5 separate regions of the Mus musculus genome follow, and all the other regions are linked to region 1. The links are chromatin contacts, called in public promoter capture Hi-C maps. All regions are on one chromosome and are shown on one strand. The core of a region is the stretch at or near the end of the contact, and the rest is flanking DNA. Distances in the headings are between cores, read along the strand shown. Region 1 holds the start of Zfp507 (zinc finger protein 507). Region 2 has its middle 9.0 kb from the start of Gm36830. Region 3 holds the start of Wtip (WT1-interacting protein). Region 4 has its middle 40 kb from the start of Gm38439. Region 5 has its middle 21 kb from the start of Gm38995.

Region 1 (5,136 bases), core at 1,881-4,380:
TCTCTACAAATCTATTTCTGGCTTTGGCACTTCTGTTCTCCTGATGCTGCTTCTCCCACTAACACCATCACTCTGTGGCCTGCGAATAGAAGGCCAATACCTGGTAATATTATCTTTGTAAATATAACCTCCTTCAGTTATCCTGATTTGAGAGCTATTTGCTTCTCTGCTGTAAATGCAAGGCTAAGAGTGACAAGAAAGGTTGAGAAATGAGAAAGCCTACTCTAAAACTCTAACACGAACATCTTACAATAGGAATTAGCATGCTCTCTAAGGTAGTGAACAGATAAAAATCACTGCACTGCAAGGTTCACCAAGACACAAGCCTAGAAATGTTAGCCACGAGGGAGATAGCTTTTTTGTAACCACTAGATCAGAAGACCCAGTCAGAACAAGTGAATTAGGTACTCTCCTAAACCAGCAGTGTTCTACAGTCTTTCATACCGAGTCCCTGACAACAGTCATCCACAGGGAAAAGCTTGTAATTAATGTCTTTCCCAAGAAAAGTGAACAAATTCAGTTGTCTTTATTTTCTTGTAATTTGCTATTTGGTGTATTTGTGTATGTAATTAGTTCCTTTTAGTTATAGCAGTATGGCTACATGTAGAACTGAGCGAAATGATTCATGTGGGCTTGAAGAAAGGCTCTAATTTTCTGGGTATATACAAAGAGAGAAAGACGATATAAAGAAATCTTCTTTTAGAGTATGCATTTCGTTTTTCCAACTAAGTAAATAAACAAACAAAACCCCACACCAAAACAACAGAAGCGATGGCCAATGAATTTCACACTCTTTCAGACATCTGTTTTAGCCAAAAGAAGGTAGGGTTCCTCTGTTCTCTGAAGTGCCCTGGCTGCATGATCCAGGCGAGTCACTCTTTGTTTTAGCTTCTTCTGGTGTGAAATGTGAGGGGAAAGCTGGATGAACTTTTAGAGATGGAATCACAAACTGCCTATTAAAAGTAACCTAAAAGCTAGTTTTACTTCACATCTTACAAAGGTCAGTTACAATTTATTTAAAATCTTCTCAGCTCAATGTAATAATAGCAACTGAGAGAAAAACTGGAGTATAAATACAGAAGTATACTGGTTTCATAGTATAGAGTGTCTTACCTGCACCTAGCCTGGGACAATATTTTGACTTTGCAGCTACAATTAAAACACAGTCGTAGCTAACATCAAGTAGTGTTCAGCTTCATTGTAATTTATGAAACACACATGCCAAACATAGCGCTGAAGACCACCTGTCCTGGAGCTGCAAACCCAGAATTAGGCCTGCGTCCATTTCCTGTAATATTCCTGTAATTCCTGGTGGCCAAGCCCTTCTTTGGACACAAAGTGTCAAGGAACACCTCTGAGGCTCACAGACGTGAAACAGTGCCTGGCTTCAGAACTCAAACCACGCTTTCCCTAGTATACCGATTTCCCTTTCCATGCTCAAGGTGAGCATGATCAAGTAACAGCACCGGATGGATGCTAGGCAGCAGCAAACAGCTTCGTTTGCTCAGAGTTCTGTGGGTCCAGTCACAGTGGTGGCGGTTTATAAATAAGGCATCTCAGTGAGATGTAAGTGACTTACCCAAGGTTACATGGCTGTTAGTGGCAGAGCCAGTGTCTTTCCAATCAATTTCTGAAACAGATAGTCTCCTGGATCGATATTCACAATCCAGCTGTGGCCAAGAAGGAAATAAACACCATCAAACACGTCTCTCCATTGGCGGGCGAAACACAGTAACTTATTTCGGCAGTGAAGAAACTTCCAATACTTAACATTGAAAAGAAATTTCGGAAAGCTGTTCATGCAATGTAATTGTGTGAGGCAAATTTACATAATTTACTTAACAAGTAGAGGATTTTGCAGAAGCTAAAACAAATCAGCCTGGAAAACTTCTAACAATTGTATATTTTAAACCTCCCCCTCCATGTAAGTAATTCACTCAGCAAACTACTGCTTTTACTGACATAATTTTCTAACCAATATGGAATAATAAATGACATATTGCTATTCTAACTTTAACCGAAATTACAGCCTAAGGGGTGATTATGTAAATTAGTCAAACACAGTGGGCAGAAGAGTACCATGAAAAGATGCGACAACGTGGCTTGACCTATATATTCTCCAAAGCAGTTTCCTGCCCTGGTCCTCCTTTTTTTTTTTGGCTACTGTTTTCCTATTGTTGCTTTAAAGTAGGCTTATTCGGTTCCCTTAGAAAGTAACTTAGCGATTACAGTTAAGTAAAATTAGTACACCGCTAGGGCATCCTCCGAGTTTCCAGAGTTACCATGGTAAAGGAATGAAGGGTCAAACTTTCTCTTTTTAATCAATATAGCAATCCATACACAGAATCAGACCAGTAGAGTAGAAAGTACAAACTCAGACAGAAAAGGGGGTAAATCCAGTAATTGCCTTGGGCCATGTAGACTGAAAGCAAATTCCTGTCCACTGTCAGCAACCTTTGGTGGGGGTGGCTGCCTGGACCTAATTAATCACCCAGGCCTCGGACTCCAAACAACGATCGGGATGCCCCAGGTCTGGAAAGGTGGGCACTTTCACCAATGGTCTCAGCGATCTCTGGAAAGATCAGTCAATCCCAGAGGATGTGTACGTGTGGGAGGCCACGATTGCTATTTTTCGTTTGCGCTGGCATTTCCTACACCACGCAGTGCTTAAAGGACGGGGGATTAAAGAAACTTAAGCTCCATCCTGGCTGGCCTAAGCGCTTTCACGTCTCCAGAAGGCAAAGGCGCTTCAGCGGGACCTGGGGAGCAACGGGACCCCCACCCCCAGCGGCACGGCGGGCCCGGGGTCTCCACAGGCCCGACAGAGGGACGACAGTACACACAGGGCCCTGGAGCTCAGGCTCGGGTGCGTGGCAGTGCCGCGGGCGTCACCGGCGAGGAGGAAGCGGGCGTCACCAGCGAGGCCGCACATGGCCGGCGGCGCTCAAGCGGAGGGGCGGCCCGGGGCGCGGTACCTGCGGTCGGGCGGCGGGCTGCTGCTCCTGCGAGCCTCCTTTGGCCGGCCGGGACCCCACCGTACCCTCGCCCTCGTCCGCCTCGCTCCCGACTCCTTTCCCTCTCTTTCCCCCTTTTTGCCCCTTCCTCGGCCGTGGCTCCAAGATGGCGGCGCCGAGACAGATCACGTGAGCGGCGAGCCGGTCAGGTGAGCCTGGAGGCGCGCGGCGTGGGCGGGGCTGTGGTGGGGTGGAGCCACCACAGACCACGCCCTCTGGCAGAAAGGGCCTTAAGGCTCTGGGCAGATGCTGTGGCCATCCAGGTCCTGTCAGAGCTGGTGTTGGTCTAGAACTCAGTTGATATCCACTGTGGCCTCAACCTGCTGGGGCATTCTTCATCCCCTCATTTACCCCATCGTTCTTTACATCCTTGTGCTTGTGAATCTGGCTGGACTTTTTTTTTTTTTTTTTTTTTTAAAGTTTATCGAGGGCTGGAGCGATGGCTGGAGTGATGGCTGGAGCGAGGGTTGGAGCGATGGCTCCGTGGTTGCTCTTATAGAGGACACAGGTTTGGTTTCCAGCACTCATACAGTGGCTCACAACCATGTGTAACTCCACTTCCAGGGACTCAGAAGCTCTGGCCTTCTTCTGACCTCCACAGACTCCAGACACACACATGGTGCTCAGGTATACAGATAAGTAAGCCATTCACACACACAAAATATTATCTACGTATTTATTTATTGTTATTTGTGGAGACTTGTGGTCAGAGGAGAATTTTCAGGAGTCTGTTCTTTCCTTCCATGGTATGGGTTCTGATATTGAACTCAAACCTTCAGACTTGGCAGCGAGTACCTTTACCCATTGAACCACATACCTCCTAGATAAATGCTCTTCCACTGAGCTATTGAGTTTCCTGAAACAACTCATCCTGGCTTCTAATTCCTTATGTAGTTAGCCCAGGCAGACATTTGAAGTTGTGAACCTCCTGCCTCAGCCCTCCAGGGTAGCTTGGGAGAGTAGATGTGTCTCCACCATACCAGGCTCTAATTGGAGCTATTATTTTTTTCAGGCATCGTATGCTGAAAAATGTAGAGGTCCTAACCGTATGTCTGATGAGAGGCAGTGCTGGCTCTGGGTCAAAAATACTTTCTTTTTTTTTTTTATGTTTAAAATTTAAAAAAGCATTTATTGATTCGTGTGTGGAAGACAGAGGACAATTTTCTGGAGTTGGTTCACTTTTTCTCCCGTGTAGGTCCCAAGGGTTGAACTCGGGTTGCAGCTTTGATAGAAAGTTCTTTTACCAACTGAACCTTCTTGCGGTCCTTGAAAGATTTTTCAGGAGTTGTAAGGTCTGACTTGGTGAGCTTGCGGTAATAACTCCGAGCGAGCCGTCATGTTTGTCGTTTGGATCTGTTTCCGTGAAGTATCTGCTCTGCTGTAACAAACCCTGTTGGGTCCTGTGCTAATACCATGAATACAAACTGAGAGAAGCAATCTCACCCAGCTTTCAACCCAAGAATAAGCCGGCAGGTAGGGGCTAGCAGGAATGGCAGAGCCACGAGCTTGGGTCTGGATTCAATGGGTGGGCGTGGCCAGAGGAAGGACTTTAGGGAGGATCGTAGTGATAGCGCCAGGCTGGCCTTGTTAGGTGAGATACCTTTTGGATGTTTCCTGGTATATTTAGAACCCACTTCAAGCAGGTTGGGTTTTGAGTCGTCAAAATACATACGAAAAAGTAATGGTTTAGGTACGGCAGCCATCTTATTTGCTGTGTCTCTGGATAAAAGTTTACCAGCTGGGGGGTTACAGAGATGACTGAATGGTTAAGAGTGGATTCTGCTCTTGCAGAAGACGTATTGGTTCTCAGCACCCATGCCAGGCAGCTCACACCCCCTCAGCTCATGGATGGGCTTCTTCTCGCTACAGATGACGCAGATATAGACCAGATTAGACCAGACTAGAGATAGATAAAGCCAGGTTTATTAGATGCCGTTCTCAGGTGGGATCCACGGGTCGGGTCGCAAAGAACCGGGCGGGGCAAATCGTGCATCCGGACTAGGGTGAGGTAGTTTTATAGACTGTAGGCGAAGGGTGATGATATGTCAGCAGTAAGCTGGGTTTGTGCCCAAGAGCTGAGCGTACTGGGGACTGAGGGGACTGGGGTGGCTGGCAGCATCAG
Region 2 (4,655 bases), core at 411-2,910, 1.3 Mb after region 1:
GCAGAAGAGCTGACACTGAGGAGGGTTGAGAGTTCAAAGCCAGCCTGGGTGACAGGGAAAGCTTCTGTTTCACAAAAGTAAATAAATGAGTAAGTGAATGAATGGATAGATGGATGGATGGATGGATGGATGGATGGATGGATGGATGGATGGACGGACAGACAGACAGATGGATAGATGGTTGGACAACATAGCAAAGAATGATAATATTAAACATTGGCAAAGCTGTGCGACCACTCTAACTCTTTCATATTGATCATACAGCTACACAATCACACCACCCAGTGACTTGGCACGGGATGTTTTGCTCCGTATGTTGTCATAAGACACAATCAAACTGAGTTTTCAGAAGCATCTTTATGACACCCACCTGTAATCTCTGCTACTCTCGAGGTTGAGGCATGAAAATAGAAAGTTGAGTTCAGCCTGGCTACTTAGACATCTAGCTGTCAGTCTGAGTGATTTAGGGAGATACTATATCCCTAAATAAAAGGTAAAACGGGGGCAGGGGTGTGGCTTAGTGGTAGGGGATTATCTAGCATGTATAGGGCCCTGGGTTCAATTTCCAGAATTGGAAAATAGAAAAACAAAAGCTTTTCTGAAGTCTGTGAACAGGGTCATCTTTTTGTGAAAAATCAGTGAAGAGGTATTGATTGGCATTTAAGAGTTCCATGTGAGGCTCTCCAAGGGAAGCAACTCACTGTGGTTCACTATTTCTCCTCTTTAAAGGTTGGGCAATTCTCTTGGAAGCATGGAGGGAGGATCTGCAACTGAGGTCACCCCTTGGGTAAGAGCTTTAGGAGAAAAGGCCATGAAGACCACTACACTTACTTCTCTCTCTCTCTCTCTCTCTCTCTCTCTCTCTCTCTCTCTCTCTCTCTCTCTCTCTCTCTCTCTCTCTCTCTCTGATGCTCATGGGTTTATTATGACTTTGTATGAAATGGGAACATAGGCTTGGGTCTCCAGTTGGTTGTACTATTGGATTCTTCTAGAAATGTTATTGGTTTACACCCAGTTGAAGAATGTAAGTCATTGGTGGTATATCCTTGAGGACATACTATCCCTGGCCCCTTCCTGTCACAGTCTCTACTTCCTATTGACCATGAGATGAAGGAGTCATTTTGATTCACAATTTCACCATCAAGAGGTTCTCTACAAACACGAGGAACCAAGTCACTATGGGCGGAACCCTCTAAGTCTATGAGTACCATGAATAATTTGTCCATTATGAGGTTTATGCCAGATGTTTTGGGGTCATAATGATGCAAAGCTAACTAATATAAAGCTCTTCCCATCTCTTCCTCTGTTGATTTCCTCTGAGGATGCTTTTTGTCTCCTTTAGTAGCCTTATAATAGAAAAGAGTTTGGCCACATCTTACATTCTCTCAGAGAACTAGAGCGATTTGCAATCAACCAGAACAAAGACTGGAAGGCAGATCAGGGTCTGACGTGAGCCCACTTTCCATCTGCAATATACTGGGCTGGATAACAAGTCTCCATCCCAAAGCAGAATCTCAAGTTTGACATGGAGGTATTCTTGAGGAACCTATGCAAACGACAGCCCCTGCCTTCTGCTTTCCAGACTACGGTCTGATCTCCTACCCAAGAGAGCTGAGGTTGACTCTTCCTGGAGTGACCTTTAAGGTAAACAATGGAGTTCTGCAGGTTTAATTATTTCCTAATCCCGGTATCTGGGTTTCTCTATTGAAATTTCAAGAACTGCAGAGATCTTCAGAAATCGGCCAGCACTTGATGGAAGGGTGAGAGGCTCAGGCTCTTGGAACTAAGGGTTTTTCAAGAATTAGTCTATCCTTTCAGAACCTACGGGAGCCATACTTCGGATGAGGCTCCTGGCAGAAAGCTGAACGATCCTTTGGACCTTTTCCAGCACCCTAGCCCTTCCTGCCCTGGGAGGACAGCTGGGTTGAATCACGGGCTTGACAATGTTTCCTTTCCTCTTCCTCTTGAGCTCCATCATGGCTGACATGTATCGCTGGACTTTGATCTAAAAGTGCTACCAGAGGATGCCATGTCTACTTACACGTACACAGTAATTCCCCCTATTCTGAGGTTTCATGCTCAATAGTTTCACATGGATTTTATTGTAGTAGCATAGTTCTACAAGTGTTCTATTTTACTGTGAATTATAGTCTTTAGCTTGTTTTATAAAGTTTTTATCGTCATCATCATCACTTGGCTGTGCATGCATGTCTGTGCAGTACCTGCAGAAACCAGCAGAAGGAGTCCGAGTCCCTGATACTGGAGTTAACGGACAGTTGGAAGCTGCTATATGGATGCTGAGAATCAAATCCAGGTCCTACGTAAAAGCAGCCAATGATTTTAAACCATAAGCCATTTATCTCTACACAGCCATCCCCAGTTGTTAATTTCTCACTTTGCCTCTATTTATGAATTAAAGTTTAGTTTGAATATGTATGTATGTATGTATGTATGTATGTATGTATGTATGTATGTAGGTATGTAGGTATGTATGTAGGTATGTATGTAGGTATGTATGTATGTGTAGTTTGATATTCTGAGTGATTTCTGGTGTCCATTGGAGGCTATGGAACTTGTTTGCCATGGATAAAAGGAAACACTGAATACCAGTTTTCTTCCTTTTGTAGCCAGGTGTGACTTCCAGTGGAGGGAGGGGGACAACAGCCCACCCACAAAACCTCCAACCAGAACTTTGCCCTGCCTACAAGATGTGCAGGGATAAAGATAGAGCAGAGATTGAGGGAACAGCCAACCAATGACTGGCTCAACTTGAGATCCATCCCATGTGAGAGAGCCAAACCCTAACACTATCAATGATACTCAGCTATGCTTGCAGACAGAAGCCTAGCATAACTGTGTCCTGAGAAGCCTCACCCAATGCTGATGGAAACACATGCAGAGACCCACAGCTGAACATTAGGCAGAGCTTGGGGAGTTTTGAGGAAGAGTTGGTGAAAGGACTGAGGGAGCCAGAGAGGTCAAGCACACCACATGAAGACCTACAGAGTCAACTAACCTGGGCCCATGGGGCTCACGGAGACTGAACTATAAACCAAAGAGCATGCATGGACTGGATGTAGGCCTCCTACACCTTTGTAGCAATGGTGCAGCTTGGTCTTCATATTGATCCTCTAACAAATCCTCTGACTCTGCTGCCTGCCTTTACATTTCTTTTCCCAAGCTGGGATGTCTTGTCTGGCCTCAGTGAGAGAGGATGCTCCTAGTCCCATTGTGGCTTCATGTGCCAGGGCAGGTTGGTGTTGTGGGGGAACCACCCTTCTTTAAGGAGAGGAAGGGAGAATAGGGGTAGGGTTGTGAGGGTGGGACTGGGAGGAGAGGAAAGAGGAGAGGCTGCGATCAGGATGTAAAGTGAATACAATTAATTAATGTAAAAAAAATGAAGTATTCACATGAGCAACATTAAAAAACAAAGATGGGCTAAGACATGGACAGGAGAGAATGGCAGACTCATATAGTGACAGGACACTGTGGGAAAAAAATTGGAAAAATAAAAATTCAAAAGATGGAAGCTCATCGTTTGCTAAACATCACCAAGGAGAAACTACAAAAAGAAAAACAAAAGTTCACAGCATACAATTGGTAACTGTTGTGTGTGCCCACATTCCTCTAACTCCAGGATAACAAAGAGAACAGAGGTAAGCTAAGATCACGAAGACAAAAGAAAGAAATGATTCAATAAATAAACAATTTCTTCCCCCAAAACAACATATATTGGGGGGGGAGGCATGTGAAGTCATTATGGTGTCAAGTTGTACAAAGAAAACTAGCTAGCTCTCAGGACGGTGAATAATTCTATTCTAATACTAGCAAAATTAAGAGGTTATTATCATCCAGTATCATCTAAGGGAATATCCACCATGTGCATCTGGTCACAGGGACAACATCAAAGATGAAGATTCTGAGAAGCCTAAAGAGGGTGAATACAGAAAGGGACCGAAAGTAATACATGTGCATCAATGCAAGCAAATGTTGCTTGCTTAGAAATGCAATTATGATTATATCTCAGATTAAGCTGAATGAAAAGGACGCATCTGGGCTACATGTGTCCTGTAGAGCTTGGTAAGATTGTTCTCTTATTTAATTAATCATTTAATAGTCTCATTAAAATTTTAATGGCTCAAGAAAGTTTCTTCAGTATATAAGATGCAACCTCAACGATAATTGCTGTTTAGGTTTCGACCAACTTCCCAGGCGCTACTCTCATCTAGGAAAAGGCAACCTTGGCTGAGGGTTTGCCTCCATCAGGTTGTCTTGTGGGCGTATCTAGGCTTTTACCTGCTTGCTAATTGATGTGGGTGGCCAGTCCCATTGTGGGAAGTGCGTCCCTAGGCAAGTAAATCTGGGTTGTAGAAGAAAGAAGTCTGAGCAATAGCCAGGGACAAGGCAAGCCAGGAAGGAGCATGCCTCCACGGTCTCAGCCTCAGATCTTGCTCGGGTTATTAACTTGATATGCCTCAATCAATGACTGTGACCTGGAAGTTAAAGCTGAAATAATTTTTTTGTTGCTGAGAGAGAAGGGGGAAGAGAGAGAGGGGGGGTGGGGAGAGAGAAAGAGGGAGAGGGAGAGGGAGAGGGAGAGGGGGAGGGAGAGGGAGAGAGAGAGAGAAAGAGAGAGAGAGGGAGAGGGAGAGGGA
Region 3 (5,309 bases), core at 2,487-4,986, 1.7 Mb before region 1:
GTATGGCCTAGGAGCCTTAGCAGTAGATGGTCAGTTCAGGGGCCTGAGGCTGTTGGCCTCCATCAGACAGCAGAACTGGGGAGAAGACACAGGGGTACCAAGAGGTCAGCTGACACAGAGCCTATGGAGGAGGGAGCTAGGGATGGAACAGACAGAAGAACACACTATAGACAAGGTTCTTAGAAGTCAGACTTCCTTCTGTAAGAGGTGCTTATTCAGGTCAAAAGATTTGAAACAGGGATGGCGAGATGGCTCAGCCATTAAGCGCACTGACTGCTCCTCTGCCGGTCCCAAGTTCAACTCCCAGCAACCACATGGTGGCTCACAACCATTCGTAATGAGATCTGATGCCCTCTTATGGAGTGTCTGAAGTCAGCTACAGTACTTAAGAAATAATAAATAAATCTTAAAAAAAAAAAAAGGAGAAAAAAAAAGATTTGAAACTTTTTAAACTGCAAGCTGGATAGGATGGCACGTGCCTGTATTCCCAGCGATTGGAAGGCTGTAGCAAAAAGAGTTCAAGGCTAACCTAAGCTAAGACTCTGGCCTCTAAATTAAATTTTTAAAAAGTGAAATGAACACATTTTTGTTTTCTGTTTTGCTGTCCAGGTCTCATTTTGTAGCACAGGCTGGCCTGGAACGCATAATGGTTCTGTTTCAGTTTTCCAAATGCTTGTTTACTATACCTAGAAACTGCCATTTCTGTAACTCAAAAACCCCAACTGATATCAAACACATAGTTTAACCGAAATTGCACATTTTTAAGAACCAGAAAAAAGGCATATTTTTGGTTTAGGGAGTGAGAGCTAGCATTTAGAGCAGGTATCACGTCTCAAACCTGTGACCCTAGCATTCAGGAGGCTGAGGCAGGAAGATGGTTACTTGGTGGTCAGACTGGCATACAGAGTGAGGCCCTAGCTAAAAAGGGGGACTGAGGACACTGTTCATTTGCCTGAGTACTTGCCTTGCATGCATGAAGGCCAAGGTTCCATCCTCATCACCCCATAATCTAGCTGATTGTGCTGTGCACACCTGCAATCCCAATGCTTGGGGTTTAGGCTTGGGAAAGGCTGTCCTGAGCTCCGGAGCACATTCTGGAGCAGCTTGCACTAGATGAGAGCTTATTCAGAGAGGGAAACCTCTATAATCAGCCAGCGCAGTCTCCTGTGTGGCTAACAGGGCTAAAGCTGAGCCCTCGGTGCTCTTTAGAAAGGATCCTCACCTCCAGCAGTTTTGGGCTATAGTGTCTTTACCCTCACATTAAATACCCAGCATAATACGCAGACTTGAGAGTGGCCACAGGGGCCAACAGACAGACCAATGCTGAGCCTCTAAGTGTGCACGGGCCAGAAGATGATCAGATGCTCAACCAAGAGCACAGAGAGTATCCGGCTGAAATGTCTCAATTTGGCTCCTGGCAGAAGGTCAGTTTTTCACTCACCTCCTACTCCCAGGCCATTTACAGCAGCCATCACCTCGGCTAAACCACAGATTCCCCATCCTGACTTCTCACGTCATCAGATCAAGCATCTCATTCCAAAGCCAAACCACTCTAGCCCGTGCATGCCCTTGACCATCCTGGGCTACAACCTTCTCATACCCTCACTTTCTTCCTCCACCCTGGAAAACACCCACACGACCTGCTAAGGTCTACTCCCCTAAGATCTACTTCAAAGCATCGTGGAGCTGCTAGCTCTACTGAATGTGAGACAGCTCAGACTCAGCCAGCCCTGTCCCAGGCTTGCTAACCATACACATCCCCAAGCCAGCTTCACTCCCTGTACCTGACTCACCTAACTGTTGTGCCAAGAAAAGCCATCAGAGACTTTGGGGCCTTGCTAATGCATGTGATTTCTTTACCAGGGCTGTTATGAGTCAGAGTCCCTTTCTTTGGTATTTAATGATATAAAGTCTATTTTCTGTTGCCACTTTTTGAAGCACAGTCTGACTTTGTAGCCTTGACTGTTTGGGAACTACATGTAGACGAGGCTGGCTTTAAACTATCCTACTGTTCCTGAACCCCCAGTGCTGGCATCACAGGTCTGTACCAACCATGCCAAGCTAAAGGGTGACGTCTGAACGCGTATTTTTCTTTGTATTTTTTCTATCTATGTGTAACCAGATGTAAGGCTGGTTTGTGGTTTTGTTTATTTGCTTTGCCTTGCTGGAAAACAAACCTAGGGCAGTGATAGGCAAGTGCTCTATCACAGAGCTACCCCCCTAGCTCGGTATTCTTGTAGGAAATATCCTGTTTATAAGACCTAGCCCAGAGAAGCCTTGAATGCTTGCCTTGGTCCTGTAGCCTCACACAGTTCCACCTACAGCCTCTACCAGCACTGAAGTCTCAGTCACACAGGTTCAGGGGTACCCGGGGAACCCCATCTTTCTGCCCCTATCCATGCCTCAGTTGGAAGGGGAGACGCTTCCGTTCTGCTCTTCATCAAACTTTATTAGGGGCAATACTAGGGATGAAGAAGAATGCCCAGCAAAGGAGCTTAAGAATGGGTCAGCAGTAAGAGCTTGGTGCTCTTGCAGAAGACTCAACTTCTCAACGGAGAAGACTCAGTTCCCAATACTGCTCACAACCAGACTCCAGTTCCAGGAATCTGACACCTTCTGACCTCCCGAGGTACTTTCAATATACACCTAACTGAATCTTTTGCAGAGTCCATATGTCTCTACTCCTAGAACTTCAGAGTCGGGGGCAGGAAGACAGGCCAGTCTAAGCTACAGAGTGAAACCTTGTCTCTAAGTAAATAATCATTTTTTTAAGTGTCCAGAAAACAGGTTAGGCTGTCAATCAGCCTGATTTTGTCTGGATCCCACCCCTCACCCACCCCCACCCCACCCCCGCCTCAAGTCAGGAAGCGCCGGGCATCTCCGCATCCGTGGCTGGAGAACAGCCCTTACCAGAACCCCGGGACCCCCGACCCAGACCCTGGCCCGCGCACGCTCACCAAAGTAGTCTCGCGCCGTGCGCGCCTCGAGCGCGCGCTCCAGTTCCCGCGTGAGCGCCTCCAGCCGCCGCTCGGCCGCACTCGGGCCGCCCTCCCGGCCCGGGGGCAGCGGCAGCGACGGCAACGGGAAGGGGAACTGGGCAGGCTCCGGAGAGCGGGCGGGCGCCGGGCCGACGCCGGGCGGCAGCAGGTCTGCACAGGCGCCCGCTGAGCCACGGGAACCCAGGCTGGACACGCTGGAGCGCGCGCTGCCCCCCGACGGCGGCCCGGGGCCGGGGCCGTGGCGCTGGTCATAGCCCAGGCTGATACCGCTCGAGCGCGCGCTGCCGCCGTCCGAGCCCGCGAGGCTGGCGCGCGGGCCTCGCTCGGGGCGGCTCGGGACGTCGGGCGCGGCCTCGGGGCCGCCGCAGCCACCCTTGCCTCGGCGGCCCGACGCTGGCGCCGCCTCGTCCACGGCCCTCGGCCCGCGCCGCACGCGCCCTGGGGAGCCGGCGGTCGGCTCCGACTCGCGCAGGCCCAGCCCGGCCAGGAGCAGAGCCGCGTCGTCCGCGGCCGTCCGCGAGCGCTGCATGGCCGTCGGCCCGCCGCGGCGCGTCACCTCCGCCTCCGCCGCCCGCCGCCGCCGCTCCGGCAGCGCCGCCGCATCGTCCGCCGGCCCGCAGCCCGCCCCGGGACCCCTGGGCGCGGGGCGGGGCGGGGCCCGGGTCGCGGTCGCTCGGCGTGGGCCGCACTCTCGCGCGGGGCCGTGGCGGGGAGGGAGGGAGGAACGGAGGCGCGCGGCGGAGGAATGCGCGCGCAGCTCGGGGCCGCGCCCCCTCCGCTTCGAGACCGCGCGCAGGGGGCGGGGGGACGGAGGGACTCCTTTGCCCCGTCAGGAATGTGAGGAAGGAGACTGCGCAGCGGCCTCTGGAATGTGGGGGGGGGCGGCGACGGCCCGGCCGAGGGGTGCGCAGACTTCGCGAGGACGCGGGCGGGACAGCGGTGGCCCAGGCTCTGGTCCACCCCGAGGCCTCAGGGCACATTCCAGATTCCCCCCCCACCCCCAGGCTGAGCCCCGAGCCCACATCCTCCCTCCCCATATTCCTCCCTGGCCCTCTGCTAAAGGAACACAGCCTGATGCTGCCTGCTTTGTGCCACATGGATGTGACACCAACGTGGGAATTCTGGCAGTTTCAAAACACAGTGTAAGGATTCTAGCAAAGTCTAGGTATAACCGTCCCAATTACACATTCTGGGACTTAGAAAAGAATCACGGGATGAGTTCCGGGACCCATTGTAAGTGTGACTTCCACCAAAATTCTTTTAGGCTGGAGCCATGGCTCAGAGGTTAGGAGAGTTTGTTGCTCTTGCAGGGGACCCAAATTCAGTTCTCAGCATCCACACGATGGTTCACAACTCTCCTTAACTCCAGTTCGAAGAAATCTGACCACCTCTTCCACTGCTAGGCATGAACGTCGTGCATGATGTACAAGCAAGCAAAACAAGCCTGTTTATCAACTGGCATCCCTACTTTAATTGGAGAGCCATAATGAGTCTAAGGGTTTTTTGTTTGTTTGTTTGTTTGTTTGTTTGTTTTTTCCGATGTGAGGGGACTCTCAGAATTATTGTCAATTTAGAACCAGTATCCACTAGGCCTTGGAAAATCCAGTTGTTTCCTTTTCTCCGTGTTAGTTACCCTGGTAGAAGGAAGCAGGCTGAACGTGAGACTCCCATATTGTATCTTACCCCAAACCCACAAACAAACAAAAATCTGTCTTACCCTGCAAGAGCTGTCATGGGAAAGAAAACCAAACCTCATGTGTTGTGTCCCAGTAATCAGGAAAACAGTTTTAAAGGAAAGCCCTTCACTTCCAGACTCCCTTTTCTCAGAGGGGGATGGTAACATGCCCCAGTACCAGGGGAAGGGAGCTTGTTGGCAGCAGACTGACCTACCCAGATGCACAGAAGCCTGGCCTTCACTGTGCAAAGAGCCAGCTGGGACACCTGCTTCCCAGATGGAAGGGAAACTGTAGTGTCTGGCCCATCCCCCCCAACCCGCCCTCCAACCTCCCCACACACACATGCACCTCCTAGGACCTAAGGAATTCCAGCTCTGCCTTATGCACACAAGGTGTGGAAGCAAGTATTTGAGGAACAAATGTCCAGTCAGGAGAGCCACCTCATGGTCCAATGAGAAAGGAGAAACCATTTGACCGGTGATCCCATTTCACTGATCACATTTATCAGCCATTTAAAAGTGAAAATGTTGGGGGCCAGTGAAAAGCCTCCAGAAGGTAAAAACCACTTGTATACATATACCTAATGCCTTATTTAGTTCAATCCTCAGAACCCACAGTAGAAGGAGAGAACCAG
Region 4 (5,383 bases), core at 2,848-5,347, 1.5 Mb after region 1:
CTTTCCGCACCACACATTAAGCAAGAAAATGTCCCCACAAACATACCTACAGGGGATGTGATGGAGGCATTTTCTTAACTATGGTTTTCTTTTAAAGGATGACTCTTGATTGTGGCAGAGTGCCAAACCCTAGCTAGCACATGGCTCATGGATGCTACCTTTTGCACCAAATGCTATGCTGGTGGCAAGATTAGACATCAGTTTCTTTCTGATCGTCCCACAGGACTAGAACCTCCTGCAACAGGAATTGTGTCTTTCCCATCTACTAAGAGATGTTGTACCTACCCATCCACGGGCAGTGCGTCCTGGATGGACAGGAAGAGGAGCCACAGGAAGAACAGACAGTGAGGACAGTGCAAGGTGATTTGGTGATAAACAGCACTACGGGATGGTTAACTCTGGCCACACACAATGCCCATGCCTTCAAAAGGAGTTTGGCCCTGGGCTGTAATAATAGTTTTCCAGTCTGTGGGAGATCTATGGTTTTGTTTGTTTGTTTGTTTGTGTTGTTTTTAATTTTGAGCCCAAGTGAACAGAAACACCTAGGGAGAGGTTTCTAATAAAACAGAGACTGGGGAGATGGATCAGTATTTAAGAGCACTGGCTACTCTTCAAGAGGTTACAGGCTCCGTTCCCAGTGCCCAGCTAATGGTTCACAACTGGTGTAACTCCAGTTCCAATGGATCTGACACCCTCTTCTGGCTTCCATGGATGCTCCACACATGTCATTCACATAAATACATGCAGACAAAACACTCATACACATAAAAAGAAAGTAAATAAATCTTTGTTCAAAAATGAATGGATAAACACCAACTCCCCAGCAATCATCTGTCCCTCCAAGCCAGTGGGAAGGGACCAGGATGGGGTGGGAAGGAACACAGTTAAACCTGACCCATGAAGCTGGGCCAGAGTCAGTTCCCATGCTCCAACACGATCTGTGGGTCCAACCCCTGTGACCACTCTTCAGTACCCTAGTAACACATCCTAGTGACCCTCGAGGAATAGCTCTAACAAATGCCACATGTTTCTCTAGCACAGTCCCCTGTGCACAGCTTACATTCTTAGTGAAGCTGCTGCATGCACTAGTAAATGGAGGGGTCCATGTACCTTGGGCAGAGAAGAAAGAGAGGAGACAGGGCTGAAGGAAGTAGCATAGAGAAGAACTGGGCAAAGCAGCCAAGAATGGCTCAACAGGAAAGGCGGTAAAGCTTCAACAGGTCTGTGGACTCCTTCTGGATCTGGGCTTTCTGTGTATACTAAACAAGTCACTAAGTCTCCTCCTCCCTCTGAACATTACGGCTACAACTGAATGAGGGTTAAGCTCTTTCTGGCTTTAATTGCCAATTGCTCCTCAGAGATAAGGAAGAAAGACACATGAAGCGTGTTTGGTTTGAACCTGAAATGTCTCCCATCGGCTCATGTTTTCAACATATTTCCCTGATTACTGGTGCTGTTTAGGGAGGGTGTGGAGCCTTCAGGAGGTAAGACCTGGCTGGTAGAGAAGGGTCAAGAGAGGCAAGCCACTAAAAAGTAACTCTATAAAAGATATATCTTGGCCCACATTTTCTGCTTCCTGGTCTTAAGCCACATGAGCAGCCACAGAATTCTCCTGCCACTGTGGCCTGAAACTCCTCTGAGACTGTGAGCCAAAATAAATCTTTACTCCTTTAACTTGCTTCTGTCAGACACAATGCATGTGGTTAGACACAGAGTTCCCCACTGGGTGGAAGAGACACACATAGTTACTCCATTTGGGTCACAGAGGCCTCCAAGGAGTTTATACAGAGTGATCCATACTGCAATTGCCTGTTGGTCTGTCACGCTGATAAAGGCATTTATTTAATTTTTAAAAGTAATTTATTTATTTTATGTATATGAGTACACAGTCACTCTCATCAGACACACGAGAAGAGGACATCGGATCCCATTACAGATGGTTGTGAACTACCATGTGGTGGCTGGGAATTGAACTCAGGTCCTCTGGAAGAGCACTTAGTGCTCTTGTACTGAGCCATCTCTCTAGCCCCTGATACAGGTATTTAAATCCAATTCTGACCCAGGTAAATAACAATAGCATCAATGTCAGAGGAAGCAGGAAAGCTAGAAATGAGTATTGTCTAAATCTTTACTGTTTCTATCTGAGTTCTGAGAACATAAAGAGCCCTTGACTTAAGGTCTCTGCTTTTGCTCTTCCTGGTGCAATATTGGCCCCACAGTTAGTTTTATGTTTCAGTGACAAAATAACTGATGAAATTACTTAAGAGAGGAAATAACTATTTGGGTTCATGGATTCAGAGGTTTCATTCCAAGGTCAGCTGGCCCCACCCCAATGCTTTTAGACCCTGTGCTGAGACAGAAACATTATGGTGAACATGATGGTAAACACCATGGTAAGGGAGAGCTGACTGCTTGATGGAGGCCAGGAAGCAGAGAGGACAGAATGCTAGTACCCATCTACATGTTCCCTTTCTCCCCATTTTATTCCATCAAGGTGCCCAGCCTAGGGGATGGTGCTGCCAGATATAAACTGTTCCTCCCTCTTCCCTCATGGCCACACCACAAAGGTGCTTTGCTAATTTCCTGGATGTCTCTCAATCCAGTAAAGTTGTCAATCAAAATTAACCCTCAAAGTACCAAATAAATAAGATCAAACAGAAGAAAGATATAGGGAGTTGCCACGTTCTTATGTCTCCTTTTAAAGGAAGGGAATCTGTTTGAGAACGTGTTGGCTTATGCCTCATGGGCCAAGAATGAATCCTGTTTCTATGGTTAGCCCATTAGTAACTACTGCGCTAACTTCATTTAACATGACTGTCCTAGACAAGTCAAACTAGGGAGCTGAACAATGGCATTGTAGTATTCAAAACATTGCAGAGGACAGCCTTGTACACAGCAAAGCATTCTTGGAATAAGAACTGCTTGAAGAGAGACCATGCAGGATCTGAGAGGGCAGTGGGCCCCAAGAGATGGCGGTGCTTTCCAACCAGTGCAGCCTTTGAACAATTTGTTTTCAACACTGAGGAATGAACCCAGGCCCTCCCATGTGCTAAGCAAGGACTTTACCAGAGAGCTGTGCTCCCATCCCCGTGATATTTCTCATGTTCTTTTGAAACAGTCTTGTTGAGTTGCACAGGTCTAGAACTCACTTGTGTAGCCCTGGCAGGCCTTGAAATGGCTGTCCTCCCAAGTAGCTGGGGTTTAGGCTTGGACCCCCAGGCCTGGCTGAGTCTTTCTTTGATGCAGGTTGTCTGAGAAACTCTGAAAGACTGGCCTCCTTTCCAGCCTCATTTTGTCTCCTGCTGGATCAGAAGGAATTGTCTTTGACTTTTAAGGTATAGGTTGGGGGAAGGAAGGTGACAGAGGGAAAGTTACCTGAACCTCACCCTATCCCTTCTTTCTAGAGAGCCTTCCTCAGGGATGAAAACATAGGTGTGGGTCCAACTATACCCTTGGATACAAGAAGCAGCAGAGGCAGGTGAAAGGCTTATAAAGTCTATGTAAAAGAGGGGATGGCTCATCCCACAGGTTTCCCAAAGGAGACCTGGGATTCTGTGATGCACACGGATGTCTGTGGATGCCAGAAAACTGGGATGGGAGCTTCATTTTGCATGGTTCTGTTTGCTTCAAGCATTTAGCCTTCCTGTGACAACGGTATGTTGAGGCCCAATTTTGTAGCTATCACCCTTTCACATAGACGAAGTTCTTGATGCTGTCCTCTATCTCGAGGGACAAGCTGGTGGGGGGCCACCTGGATAGCATCATAAGCTAGGTCAAGGACCACAGCCGACCGCCGTCATGTTTCCTGCCATTGTTCCAGCGAGAAGCACCCTCCCTCAGGATGGAGGGTCAAAGAACACAAGAGTCCAGAGTGGTGTCTCGTCTGCATCACCTCAAACTGTGCCCAGGGCCAGCTGGTCCCCACCGCACCAGGGGCGTGCTCTGCACCTTAAACGGATGGACCGGCACATGCAGGGTCACTCTACTTCCCCTGGCTCCAGACTAGGCTTTGCTCTGTCTGCCGCTGGACTCCTGGGCCAGGATGCAGTCTGGCAAAGTGGTGGTGCGCGTGGGGCTGAGTGTGGAACTCTTTGTAAGCACATCTGGGCCGCTCTGCAAGGAGAAGCTGCTGACAGACTGTTTGCCAATAAAGAAAGTCACAGAGCCTAATAGCAATCAGATGGGGGATCTGGTTTGGCTGCACGCTTCTCAGGATGTACCTAGGCGGGCCCAGGCAGCTTTCTCCCCAGGGAAGCCAAGACAGTGCAGACTCATGGCTCCCTCTGCTACCTAGGAGCCAAGAAGGCTCTTTCCCTTTCCCTTCGGCAAAAGCCAGGAGTTCTGCCTAAGGCGTTCAGAAGCATTACCTCCAAAGCTCTGGACCATACTGCAGGCTTGTTTTGGACCACCCCGTTGATTAGCATATTGGTGTAAGGAGCCAAAATTCTCCGGTGCCCAGAATTTGTTGCCATCTCATTACCTCACACAGTCGTTTTCCCAAGGTGACTCCTCCAAGTGACTTTGAATCTTAGTTTTCTGCTAACTGCCTGGTAGTACCAGGTTTGAGCAGAGAAGTGACCTAAATGGTCAGATGGGTGGGTTTGTTTATTCTCAGCTCTGGTGTCTTGGTAGCTAGCAGCTATGCAAACCCATACTGCAAAGAGAAAACAAGAAACCCACAGCAGCTCGTAGCATCATCTGGACATCTGTAAAACTGGATTGACTCGGTAGGGATGGGAAGCCCCGCCCCTGCCCAAGTTTCCTATCATTTTTAAACTTTAACCATGAACCATTCATTCAGCAGTCAAAAATCTCACCTTTACGGTCAGTAATAACAGAGGGAGTTGGGTTGCTCTGAGTGGGAGATGAGAGATAGGGCTTTCACAGGTTCGTCTTTCCTCTCTTTCTCTCTATTTTTTCACCTAAGGAACTATCTGGAACTTTCTAGAACATCTCTGAGCCTCTCATGAGCATTGCACTGGGTCCTGCCCCAGTGTCCTTTGGAACCACACTTCCAGGTGGGCATAGATGCCTCTTGATCCCTGTCTGAAAGGAGTTTGGGGGTGGGGGAGGGCATTTCTGATGAAGAGAACATCCCTGGCCTTTCATTCAAAAGCCTCAGATTCACATTCTCGTCTCTACCCTAAGTTAAGCAGCCTTGTACTTCACATCCTAAACTTCAAGCTTCCTCAGTGTGGGTCCTTCCTGGCACTTGATGGTCACATGATGCCCCCTGCGACATTTTATCTTTGCAGAAGCAGAAATGTGGAAGTGTGGGGTCAAAACCTCAGCGGGATATCTGGGTACCACCTCAGACATGGAGCTGAGACAAGAGAAGGAGTGGAATTGTTGGGGTATCCTCACACCCCTGGTACCCTGCACA
Region 5 (5,012 bases), core at 1,592-4,091, 1.4 Mb after region 1:
AATTTAAAAATATTGACAATATAGGTTAAATGCCAAGTTCCTAGAAATAACTTTAATCTACCTTACATAATTTCAAAAAAGAAGAAGAAAAGAAAGAAAGAAAGAAAGAAAGAAAGAAAGAAAGAAAGAAAGAAAGAAAGAAAGAGAAAAAGAAAAGAAAGAAAGCTTTAAAAAACTACCACCTGAGATGGATCTGGGGTCATGCATTTGTTGTAGGTGGTAGAAACTACAGTAATAGATATCTACTTATACTTCTAACCAGATACAACTCATTTACATTTTCTCAAAGAATCTAGAAGCTTATTATTATTATGGGGGATGTAATTCAATTAATTTTTTTCTGCCCCACTTAAAGAAATACTTCATTCAAACCCAAGCAGGACTTCTTTGGCCTATTGACAACATCTTTTATACCCAGCTAAGCAGTTCTCTAGAGCCTTTGGCAATGTTCCTGCTCCAAAGGCAGGGCTGAGAACAGATGCTAGCTTCTCAGACTCAGGATGCTGCTGGGTTCTGTGCTGATTAGTAGGCTGCAAAATTAGATGTGACAGCCTGGAGGTTCCTGGCCTCAAACCATCCCTAATGGGGGAAGCCACTCTGTTCTCTTGGAAGACATTACTCTGCAGAAGTTTCACATATTGGAAGTGTCTCCATTAACCCCATAATTCCTTTAAGCATGTCTCATCTTAGGTGCACAGAATTAATGAAGTCCTGGGTTAGTAGCAAGGAGATGAGACATACTTGGACTCATCATCCAACAGTGTATCTTATGAAGACTCAACGTTGAGCTCTATAAAATGGATGACACGGGCAAGTAAGAAGCAGTCTCTGTCCTTACAGGTGAGACCATGCTCAGACCTTGCAGACTACAGGCTAAAGGACCAGATCAGCTCTTCTTTTATCTAAACAGTGTGCTCTGTGTGTCAAGCATGTGGATGTACTTTATCAAATCCACTTTGTTCTCCATGAGTTCCCTGGCTCCAAAGGTCAAGAGTAAAGAACATACCATCATCTCAGAGGAAACCCTGTGCCCACAGCTTTGGGTTACAACAATCAAAAGCACCCCTCAAATGCTACAGCCACAACACATTACACTGGCTTCACCTCAGGCATCCTGGGTCGGGGAGCCCTGCCAGGGCTTTGCACCTCTGTAGCAAATTGGAGGAAGCCATCTTACCCAAACAAAAGCCAAAGATGATTGACTTCCTAAAGGCAGCCATCCCATATCACAGGCATCTCTGCTTAAAGCCCAAAAGATGAACTTTTGAAATATGCAGCAGGTGCCACACAGTTTGCTATGGATTTATTTATCTGGAAATGCTAAGGAGGAAGAAAAAACAAAGCTTCCATTTGGCTGGCATTATTGGGATTCTTGCTTCGTGGAGGGGTGAGACTCTTAAGACGGAAGGCTGGGTTTGCTGTATTTGCTGCTTGATACTAGATTTCAAAGACTTCCCAGCTCTTGGCTGATGTCTCTGCATTTTTCATGCTGGGAACGTTTTTTTGTGTTCCTTTTGTTTTGGTTTTGGTTTTTTTTCTCTCTCTCTCTCAACTCCAATCTTTCCTACCAGAGAGCACCCCAGTATACCTCAGTCAGGACCAGGTGGGTCCTGCAGCACCTGGTTTTTCTTGGGGAGCCTTGTAGAAGCTCCTGTCTGGCTCCCCAGTGCCTTGTTAAAAGCCAGCTCACTTCTTCTTTAAATCCACGAGTAATAAAATACCTAATTAGTAACGTGAAGCTGCATTATTTTTATCCATCTATACATTTCTAATTAAAATTATGCCATTCTTAAAAATTACAGCAGAATACACCCAAGCTTTTCATTCCGTATGCAAAGCATTTGAAAGGCTGCAGCCCCCAGTGAGCTGGTGATTTTAAAAAGAATGGTAAGCTAACAAAAGGGTAGTGGGGGAAGTGAAGCTATAAGTAATTTTCTTTTAAGAAAATGTATAGGATGCACTAATTTGAAAGAAAAGCAATTTTGATATATAAAAGGAAATCTAAAAAACCGAAGCATTCGGCCCTCTTATTGCACAGCGTTGCCAATAATATTGTATATGTGATTAAAGATTCTTTCTGCAGCCATATAAACCAATAGAAATTGAACTTGACTGTGCACAGTCTCCTGTACCCCAACCTGGTCTCCAGGAGGGGCGGGGGGGCTTCTTTGTTAGTGGGATTCGAATCCCATCATTGTTAAGGAGGCAACTGCTAACTTGAAGTCTTGTAAGAGGGACTGCTTTTCTAAAATGGTTCGAATCACAAAGAGCTTGAAGGTGCTTTCGCCATGTGTCTCAGCTGCAAAGGGAAGCAAAAGTCCAGTCAGAACAGATAGCTGCTGCATGTCACTGCCTCCAGTCCACACATGGTTTATAACATATTCAAATTCTCTTTGACAGTTATCCCCAATGCACCCTGCACCCTGCGCCCCCTACTCTGTATACTCCCTCCCCGGGACTCCACCCTGCATCCCTTCCCCGGGCCCCCATTCCGTGCCCCCACCCCGCACCCCCACTCCACTTTCTCTTTAACAGTTGTAAGATTGCTACTCAGCTGCTGCTGAAAAGTAGTTGAGGCAGTGGCTGGATTTCGGTGTCCTCCTTGAGATGGGTGAAGGTGACTGACACAGACCTAGGCTCCAGTGTCCCACGAATTCTTGCTACCTCAGATGTCCTAGGGAAATATACTCCTTTGTCTAGGCCAGTGTATGTCAGAAGCAAGGGCATGCACCAAACAGCCTTGGCTTTGATTGGCAGCACTGGGAGGCAGTCTCCTGGACAGGACTGGGAGGAACTTCTTTAAACTCTGAGTCTCTCATGGAACTCTCTGGATGACGTCAGCTATCATATGGTTTTGATAATGTACGGCAATATGCTAATTTTCAAGCCAGTAATTGCTGCCTGCCAGACTCCAAGTAGGGAGGAACAGATGACCTTGGCATAATTTTTACAGCATCTGTCCAGCTTTGATATGTCACCTACCCTGTTCCTGGACTCAGGCCCAGCAACCCAGGACACCAGGCAACCCCGTTTACACCATAGACTAAGAATCGGCAGAAAGGGCGTGGGCAGCTCTTGACATATGGGATGCTAAGATACCTTTCCAGAAGACAGAGGACAGAGGAAGGGTGGAGACTGGACTCAGCCCAGAAGAAACACACCCCTTGTGTTTTTATACAGAGTACATATGAATGTGCCAATCCTCATGTATGACCACACATGTCCCCCACATGTATGGCCACATGTGTAACTGCGCACTTGTGTGAACACACAATTTAATAACCCCTGCTCTAGCTACAAATTAATTCAAATCTTGTACTCATATTAAAAATGAACTCTATTTTATGTTGATCATTAACTAAGAATATTTCACACTGGAGATTTGTCATATTAAAGAGAATTGAAACCACTTATATCAATTAAATGTACAGCATTATACTTAATCTCAGCAGAGATTACCAAAATACCCTAAGCATGATTTTACAGGAATGTAAAATATAAATTAGACAGGGGAATATTGGCTTGCACACACACGCACGCCCCCCTGTCCCTGTGACTCCCTCCTAAATATGGCTGCCTGAGAGTTGATGGAGCCAGGGAGTGGGGAGATACAGTTCAGTAAGGATTCCTACCATCTATAGCATCATAAAAGCAGGGCCAGACGGAGTGCTTGCTGGTGCAGCTGGCTTCTAGAAGACCTGTCTGCTTTGGCGTTGGGATTACAGAGCCTGTTGGGACAGGGCAAAGCAACTGGGAAGGGTAGAGTCTTCTAAAGGCTTCTGAAGTAGCTCAGAGATAACCTGGTAAAGATGTTGCTTTTCAAATGGCCCACGAAGATAACCTCCTGAGGGTGTCACCTGCTCTTGGATCCATCACTGCCAGAGTCAGAAAGAGTACATTGTATGAGATCTAACACCTGACAAGCCAAGCTCTTTCCCCTAGTAGCTTTCTTATGTTTTATCAGTCACCAGACACCACCTTTGCAAGTACCTGCTTGGTTATCATCACCAGGGCCCGGGAGAAACATTTTTTACTTCCTTTTCATTTCTTCTATCCTAGTCTGGTTCAGTTGCTGTGATTTAAAACAAAACAAAACAACAACAACAACAACAAAACAAAAAACAACTTGGGGAAGAAAGTGTTTCTTAGGCTCACACATCCTGATCATAGTCCATCAAGGAGGGAAGTCAGGGCAGGGGCTCAAAACAGGAAATTGGAGGCAGGGACAAAGGCAGGAACCATGGAGGAGTGCTGCTTACTGGCTTGCTTTCTTGTGTGACACAGGCCCACCTGCCCAGGGTTGGTACCACTCCCAGTGATCTGTGCCCACCCATACCAATCATTAATGGAGACTTGCCTATAGGTCATTATGATGGAAGCATTTTCTCAATTGAGATTCTCTCTTCCCAGATAAGTCTAGGCTTACATCAAGTTGACAAAAAAAAAAAAAAAAAATCCAACCAGCCCAGGATCAGCTCCAGGCTGAGGCACACTATCCATTCTTGCTATGACCCATGTACCTGCATTGTGCTCTCTCATAATCCTGTTCTTATCTTTTTTGCTGAATTGGGTGCCACAAGAACCAGGTATTAGCCTTATTCACATTGGCAACTACTCAGGATGCAGTACATGGTCGGCAATGGCCATTGTGTGGTGGCAGGCACCTGTCCTTCCCCAGAAAGCTCTTTACCTAGAGGTTTTGAATGAAGATGTAGCAAGGAGCACTGAAGACTTCCACTATCTTAGAGGATTAAGCACTAGGCTGCAACAGAGGTGACTGAAGTCCTCAGAGACAGACAAGCTCAACCCTATCTTATAAAGGCAAGACGCTGTTGGCTCCCAGCAGGAGCAAGGAGCTACGTGCAAGTTGTGTGATGAGCAGGAATGGTTGGTGTCTTCTGCTCCAGTGCCTCCAGCATTTGCCAACCTCCAGGCACTGCCCGAATACAGAGAACAACAGGGAGAAACCCAGGCTCCCTGCAGGCATGCACTTGTCTGTCTCTGTCAAGCAG

What was found. Promoter capture Hi-C pulls out the DNA fragments that hold promoters and counts their contacts. Capture Hi-C pulls out chosen DNA fragments and counts their contacts.
Region 2: a contact with region 1 is called in a promoter capture Hi-C map of liver, with 3 times the contacts expected there. The contact joins the enhancer-like site here to the promoter of Zfp507 in region 1. A contact is called at or near these places in 7 of 39 promoter capture datasets (the 3T3-L1 cell line, cranial neural crest, frontonasal cranial neural crest and 3 more).
Region 3: a contact with region 1 is called in a promoter capture Hi-C map of adipose tissue, with 4 times the contacts expected there. The contact joins the promoter of Wtip here to the promoter of Zfp507 in region 1. A contact is called at or near these places in 2 of 39 promoter capture datasets (both in liver) and 1 of 9 other capture datasets (adipose tissue).
Region 4: a contact with region 1 is called in a promoter capture Hi-C map of cranial neural crest. The contact joins the enhancer-like site here to the promoter of Zfp507 in region 1. A contact is called at or near these places in 7 of 39 promoter capture datasets (cranial neural crest, embryonic stem cells, hippocampal neurons and 3 more) and 5 of 115 datasets of contacts at active chromatin or transcription factors (astrocytes, craniofacial prominence, embryonic forebrain and 2 more).
Region 5: a promoter capture Hi-C map of maxillary cranial neural crest shows a contact between it and region 1, with 8 times the contacts expected there. The contact joins the enhancer-like site here to the promoter of Zfp507 in region 1. A contact is called at or near these places in 7 of 39 promoter capture datasets (cranial neural crest, frontonasal cranial neural crest, hippocampal neurons and 3 more) and 1 of 115 datasets of contacts at active chromatin or transcription factors (embryonic limb bud).

What each region holds. Positions count from the first base shown.
Region 1 is chr7:35,799,859-35,804,994 of GRCm38.p6, forward strand. Zfp507 (zinc finger protein 507) reads right to left here and starts at 3,131. Exons shown (of 7, transcript NM_177739.3): 1 at 2,976-3,131; 2 at 1,580-1,670. E130304I02Rik (RIKEN cDNA E130304I02 gene) reads left to right here and starts at 2,734. Exons shown (of 3, transcript NR_033567.1): 1 at 2,734-3,163.
Region 2 is chr7:37,081,546-37,086,200 of GRCm38.p6, forward strand. No RefSeq gene overlaps it. Among named protein-coding and RNA genes, the nearest start is that of Gm36830, 9.0 kb to the right of the region's middle. Within about 2 kb of position 1,661, at least 2 of the 459 cell types and tissues checked have an H3K27ac peak or open chromatin away from gene starts, as enhancers often do. A contact at or near this core is called in liver, where this site is marked.
Region 3 is chr7:34,129,532-34,134,840 of GRCm38.p6, forward strand. Wtip (WT1-interacting protein) reads right to left here and starts at 3,737. Exons shown (of 8, transcript NM_207212.2): 1 at 2,958-3,737. The coding sequence starts at 3,528.
Region 4 is chr7:37,250,479-37,255,861 of GRCm38.p6, forward strand. No RefSeq gene overlaps it. Among named protein-coding and RNA genes, the nearest start is that of Gm38439, 40 kb to the right of the region's middle. Within about 2 kb of position 4,098, at least 26 of the 459 cell types and tissues checked have an H3K27ac peak or open chromatin away from gene starts, as enhancers often do.
Region 5 is chr7:37,223,825-37,228,836 of GRCm38.p6, forward strand. No RefSeq gene overlaps it. Among named protein-coding and RNA genes, the nearest start is that of Gm38995, 21 kb to the left of the region's middle. Within about 2 kb of position 2,842, at least 10 of the 459 cell types and tissues checked have an H3K27ac peak or open chromatin away from gene starts, as enhancers often do.